Regions from separate parts of the Mus musculus genome. Here region 1 is linked to region 2. Evidence: chromatin contacts called from public HiChIP or PLAC-seq data. All regions are on one chromosome and are shown on one strand. The core of a region is the stretch at or near the end of the contact, and the rest is flanking DNA. Distances in the headings are between cores, read along the strand shown. Region 1 overlaps Abhd2 (abhydrolase domain containing 2). Region 2 has its middle 17 kb from the start of Gm31213.

The links. HiChIP or PLAC-seq counts read pairs in DNA pulled down with a chosen protein or histone mark.
Region 1: a FOXA1 HiChIP or PLAC-seq map of pancreatic cancer cells shows a contact between it and region 2. The contact joins two enhancer-like sites. A contact is called at or near these places in 1 of 15 datasets of contacts at CTCF or cohesin (the NIH/3T3 cell line) and 1 of 115 datasets of contacts at active chromatin or transcription factors (pancreatic cancer cells).

What each region holds. Positions count from the first base shown.
Region 1 is chr7:79,322,906-79,326,169 of GRCm38.p6, reverse strand. It overlaps Abhd2 (abhydrolase domain containing 2), which reads right to left. Exons shown (of 11, transcript NM_018811.6): 4 at 2,526-2,701; 5 at 569-736. Among named protein-coding and RNA genes, the nearest start is that of Gm39041, 26 kb to the right of the region's middle. Within about 2 kb of position 1,704, at least 31 of the 459 cell types and tissues checked have an H3K27ac peak or open chromatin away from gene starts, as enhancers often do. A contact at or near this core is called in pancreatic cancer cells, where this site is marked.
Region 2 is chr7:78,970,152-78,973,285 of GRCm38.p6, reverse strand. No RefSeq gene overlaps it. Among named protein-coding and RNA genes, the nearest start is that of Gm31213, 17 kb to the right of the region's middle. Within about 2 kb of position 1,700, at least 30 of the 459 cell types and tissues checked have an H3K27ac peak or open chromatin away from gene starts, as enhancers often do. A contact at or near this core is called in pancreatic cancer cells, where this site is marked.

The DNA.
Region 1 (3,264 bases), core at 455-2,954, 350 kb before region 2:
CACACACACACACACACATACACACACACACACACACACACAGAGACAATTCAGAAGTGAGAACTTTGGGCAACAGGGTTTCCTTTAAAGTTAAGAAGCATCCGTGTAAAGTTGACAGCCTGCCTATTCCTGTCTTCAAGGAACTTGAGAACCCAGCAGGCTGCTGGTGTGCAGGTGCCTTTCCACTGACACTAACACAGCCTGCTACATCTTTACCTGTCCGGTAGAATTTGAAGGAACAGGTATTGGAATAGCATAGTGAATGGCATAAGTCCAGCTATGAACATGGTGTCCCTGGATCCAGCAGCACTCTCTGACCAGCCAGGCCCATGAGCAAGGCCATCCCCTAAAGCCCCGAGGAACTGAGATGGATGCCCACCTCCAAAGCTGCTCAGGCACTGCATCATGGATGGCAGTGTAAGCTACTGTAACAAGTGTGTCACCCCATCGTCTCTTGTGGATGTTCAGAAATTCTACACTTATAGTCTCAAGGCAACAGGCTGGAGGGGCTGCACACTCTCTGTGAGGGGCGAGAGGGAGGCTCCATTTGGCCATACCCCATGCTTACCATAGGTGAACATTCGTGGGGAGGTCAGCTCAATGTTGGGGAGGGCTCCCAGGTGGTTTAGCACTGCGCACCGGTAGCCATTTTTCTGGGCATAGTCAACGAAGGTTCGGATATACTGCTTCTCGCTGTGGTTGGCAATTCCAGGACAGATGACCATGGTGATGTCATCTACAGGGTAGAGAAGGAGATCTTTATGCATCCATTTAATATATAAACACTGACATTAACAGGTGTTGAGACAGTGAGATTCTGGACAAGTCTCTCTCCCTCCTTCCTTCCCTTCTTTCTTCCTCTCTCTCTCTCTTGAGAGCCTCCCTTTGCAAGCCCTGGCTGGATTCCACATAGATCTACCTGCCACTGCCTCCCTAGTGCTGGAATGAAAGGTGTGCGCCGCCATGACTGGTCTGTTCTTTTTCATTTTCAGTCTGGTCTATTTTTCATTTTGAAATGCTTCTGTTTATGTTTGCTAAAAGGAAGATGTACCCCTCCCCCGGGCAGGGAAGTAAAGCATAAGCGAAATAAAGCAGCTCTCTTAAGAGTATTCCTTGGGTGCAGACACAAGCACTGATCGCTGCAGGGAGCCGGGCTGACGGGAAGTCATGGATAAGAGACTTAGAGCTGGTTGTGTCCTTTTGGTACCATACTGAGTACCAGCAAGAACGACTGACTGCTCAACCTAAACTTTACGCTACTTGGTTGCCGTTGTTATCACTCTTGTTTTCAGACTGGGTCTCATGTAGCCCACGCTGGCCTTGAATTGCTGATCCTCAAGTGTCCATCTCTTGAATGTTTGGATTTCAGGTGTGAGCCATCACACCAAGTTTAAATTGGATGCTTAAATGCTACAAGTCAAATTATTAGAAATAAGAGAAAGAAAGCATTTAACTAACTATGGTGGGGGCACAGATGTATGAAGGACCCACGACAGTACTTGCAAACGTAGCAGGAACTCCATCCCTAGTCATGTACTCATTCCTTTGGTGACTGTTTGTGTGGAGCACAGACTCCTGGGCCCCGGGACTCCTGCACTACAGCAGCAGGGCCCTAAACAGCCCCAGAAGTAGCTAGATTGGCAGGTGCCATGAGGGACTAAGGCAGGGAGGCACCTCGGGTCTAGAGAAAGGAACCATAGTCTCAGAGGAGGTGACATCTGAGACCTGAATGACAGGGAGGTGGCCACGTGAGGGCATGGGGAGGAAAACTACTCAGCAATTCCAGTTACTTGAAATAAATGAGCTGGCGCACGTTTGCTGCTGCAATTTACCCATAAATAATGACTACACGTCTATAATAAACTAGGTATCTTTGAATAAAAAAAAAAACCATGTTCTCTCCTGGTAGGGACTGCATTCAAAAAGATGCTGGCATCCAACTGCACTTCCTCTGAAGGCTTCATTATGAGGCCTTTGCCATCGCCGTTTACTGTATAGCTGGCAAACGCTCACAGCAGCGGAAACTGGAGTCATTTCTTGGATGAGGTGTCACTGACTCATGAAAAGCAAGTATGGCTTTAATGTGTCCTTTTGTCCCAGGAGATTTACACACCAGGCACCCGAGAGCCTTTATGCCCTGCTGCCCAGCAAATAAACCCACCCTAGATTGCTTTTCCAAGTCCCAGCTTCCCACGGTTCAAGGGAGATAGCATCGCCCACCTCACAGGGCGAGGGGAGGATTGGAGAGATAACAGTAGGAAATGTTACTGAGTCCTGGGGGGCTCTGGGCTCCAAGCTCTTCCTGCCATCCTTTAAGACAGGCTTCCGTACTTTAAGAGGGATCATAATTCTCTACTGACTGTGGCTAATGTGAACTAACACGCACAGGCTGGAGTTAAACCTGATGGCCTGGCCTCTGAACACAATGGGACAGTGGGTGACACAGGCATTTCACACACTGCTCCCCACTGATGGCTGCTCCTCTCTCTAAGGGTGGCTCAACACCAGGACCTAAAGTGGCTCACCTCCAACACAGTGCTCAGCCAGGGGCTCGAAGAGGTCGAAGGTAGAAGTGGCACCATCCGACATGGTGATGAACTTGCGGTGCCCGTAAGGGTGTGGTGACCTCACCCTCCCCATCTTCCCATACAAGGCTGTCTGGATATGTCCGCTTTTCCCCCAGATCAGTGGTGGAATGTATCTGAGAAAGGAGAGGAAGAAAAATAGGAGTGGTTAGTTTCCTCCACATTTATTGAACAAAGGTACCCTAGTTTTTAAGGCCTTTCTCCACACATTATTCTGCACACTAACCATAAACACAATGGGTTCCTTTTGTGATGTAGGGTCTCGTGCATACTGAGTGAGCACTTCGCCACTGAGCTGAACATTTTTAACCACCTTATTATATCCATGCTCTGTTCGTTAATGCCTCCCACGCCAAGTTAGCTTTAGGAACCAACCGTGGTTTCAAATTTAGAGCATCAAGCAATTCAACATGGGCTATTTCTATAATCAAGGGGAAAAGAAAGCAAATAATACCCTTTGAATACATCCCGTGTGACAAGACTGGCCTCGTTATTACCAAATGAGCCAATGTATACAGCGTGGCTCGCATGGCACCTCTGCTCAGTAAATGCTCGCGTCTGCCACAGCTGCTTTGGTTACTCCATTAACAAGAATTCTGCTTCTGGCTATACCACGAAGAGCTGCAGACTCTGCTCAGAGCCTCTAAGTGACTTGGGATATAGAGAGAGCACTACAATA
Region 2 (3,134 bases), core at 451-2,950:
CCACAGCCAGCAGTAGAGACCAATGTGGAGAAATTGCTGAGTTCCTAGACCTTCAATGAGAGATGAAACATTGTGGTCCAGCAGAGATGTGGGGTAGAACGTGCTTGGGAGGAAACCTTTCTCGTGGTCCCCAGAGTGTAGTGGGCAGCTGAGCCCTGAGGTAGAGGGGCAGGTCCCTTCCTCTGCTGTGGGAGCCGTCTACCTCTCCTTAGCACTAAGCTTCCCAAGTCCGAGTTCTTGGGAAAGTGTGAATTTGAACTGCTCTCAGAGCAGAGGAGGGCAGGGCTGGCCACCCAGCTTGGCCCATGACCTAGCTGACCAGGCAAGGTCAGGGGCTGGGGTACCTATGCTGAACTATATGGAGGTCAGAGTCCCAGCACAAGGCTAGGGGCATATGGGTTGCCTTTACCCTTTCCTTGTGTTCCTTGAAGGGCTCTGGGAGGGGGACCTTTAATCTGTAATTAGGCCACCCCTTCCCAAGGAAGAGTCGCTGTGAGTTAAAAGTAGATGGATCCTTACTTTGGATCTAAAAATCCCCAGGGAGTGTTCTGTTCCCCCACTACCACCCCAAACCTGGCACACCTCTGTAAGTCAATGTTATGTTTTCACACAAATAACCTTTTATTGGTGTTTTTTAAAAAAACAACAACTATGAAGTCATAGATTTTTTTTTCAGCTGAAAAGTAGCTCAAAATGTCCAGTTCCTTAACAAGAAACAAGCCAAATATTATTATCACCCCGTGTTAGCGATTAGGAGACACCAAGATCCTACAGCAAAGCCAGGCTTGGGTGCAGGTCCTCCTACGAGGTTCCTCTCCCTGGACTTCCCCTGCTCCTTTTTGGGACAAGACACTCCATGCTGTTTTCCTTCATGTTTGTCTCAGGGTGCATGCGGTAGCTGTAGGCTGCTCCCTCCATCTGCGCTGCTTAACAGACTCCCCTAACCTCGCTTCTAGTCCTGGCTCTCACCATCTGCCTGTCCTGGCTGTTCCCTGTGAGCCCCAGGAGCGGTGGAGTCAGACATGGTGGGCTGCTGCCTGGGACAAGGTTTTGTGGCCCATCCCAAACAAGCCTCACTCTGTGTGTTGGACTGCGGAGGCCAATGGCTGGGGGAGGCAGGGGAAAGGAAAATCTGTCTTTAAAAAGCCCGAGTGAAGGTGGCCAAGACAAATATGACTAGCCAAGGGGGCAGGAGGGCTGGAAGATTCCAGATGCTGAGGCCGACTAAGAGGCTGGGCATCTGGAGGAGGGACTGGGAACACGGCGGGGGTGGGGGTGGGGCACAGGCAGGGTCTCCTTTCCCATCCCCCCTCTCAGCTTAAGCCAGGACTGTTTTTCTGGGGTCAGACCATCCCTGGGGAGGGAAGTGAGGAGGAGTGCAGCCAAATGCAGCTCAGGTCCCACACGTGGACAGTCAGGAAGGGCAAGTGGACAATGCTGACTTTGTCCCAGCTGAAGCCCAGCTCAGGGACCCTGCCCCCTGCCCTTCTAGCCTCTCCAAGCTCACTCTCGGCCACCATGCCCTTCATCGACACACGTGAGCAAGGGTGATGAAGTTCCTGCCCGTACTGTTGTTTGGGAAATCATACCTGGGCCTCGTGGAAATGTACTCTCAGAAAGCACAGCCCATGATCTCCCAGCATGGGGACATTTACCCAAGGTGGGACTGGTGAGTCAGGGGTGCTCGCCCTGGGAAGAGAGCCTATGTTGGCAGATTGGACCACAAGTGGGGACAGTAAGGACATTTTGTCGTTCCCTTCAGTCCTCACCAGCTTGGGAACAGAGTTGAGGGATGGCAACCTGCTGAAGATATTGGCTTTAGAGGGAAAAGCCCTGGGCTACAGCAAGTCCTCGGGCCTGGCTGGACAAGCAGCTGGCTTCTGCAGCAGAGGCACTGGCCCTGCAAATGGTGGCTCCCTTCCAGGACTAAACCAGATGCTTGCTGTTCTAACATCTTTGGGCAGACCCCAGGCAAGGCTGAGAGAAGGAGCCTCCATGGGGCAGCTCTGCCATCTCTCTGGGGGGAGGGGGGAACCTTTCCAATCCCCTTTCCTACATCTTTGGAAGGGAGATGTAGTGTTCTGTATGACACATCCCAGAACCCAGTGTCAGAGTTTGACTCACAACAAAGAAGAGCTTGTTAGTCATGGCAGTGGCTGAGGGCAGACAGTGGGTTTTAGAAAATAGCACGTACCTGGCAGGGGATGTATAGTGACCATTTAAGTGTGCAGTCACAAATCAAATGGATGGCTGTGTTGCAGGACCCTTCGGGAACCGTCCCATCCTGAATCCTTAAATTCCAGAGACTATGTGATGTGTACCATGACAAGTACCTTGGTCTCAGCAAACCTGAGTTTTCCCCATTTACAGAATAAATGATGCTCTTTACTCCTGAGAGGAAACAACCATCTTGGAAACGTTTGAGACTATTGATACATAGGGTGTACAAGCAAAGGTACTCGGGAAATACAGTCTGGTCATTAAAGCATCAGGGAGAGTGGAGGCTGGATGCCAACAGCAAGACCTCCATGACCCCTCAAGGCTTACGAGTCTTGGGGGGGGGGGTGCGGGCCAAGCCAGATCTTTTGTTTGTTGGCTCAACAGCCAGACCATGAATACACACCCATACAATACCTCCATCCCCTAGACTTTCAATTAAGTTGAGCAGCTGCTAGCCTCTTCTCTGTCTTTTATTTTAAGACTAGGGGTGTTCAGGTGATCTGACCTCAACACCTCTCACCCCATCGGTTGCCCTGCTTGATTCTGCTTGTATCTGTTCCTTGTTGCTGTGCCAAAACTCCTGACAAAAGCAACGTAAAAGAGCTGAGGGGTTATTTTGGCCCACAGTTCCAGCATACATGGGGAAGGCATGCTGGAGCCTGAGGGAGCTAAAGCCACTGCTGGCCAGTTGTGTCTGCCGTCAGGAAACAGAGAGATGGATCTGACACTCCACTCATTTTGTTCACTTTATTCCCTCGAGGTCCCCAGCCCATGAGATAATGACACCCACAGTTAAAGTAGCTTAATCTAGACAATCGGGAGGAATCCCCAGAGGCTAACCTAATTAGATAATCCCTCACAGGCATGCCTAGGGACTTGTCTCCTAGGTAAGTCTAGATCTCATCGAGGAACAG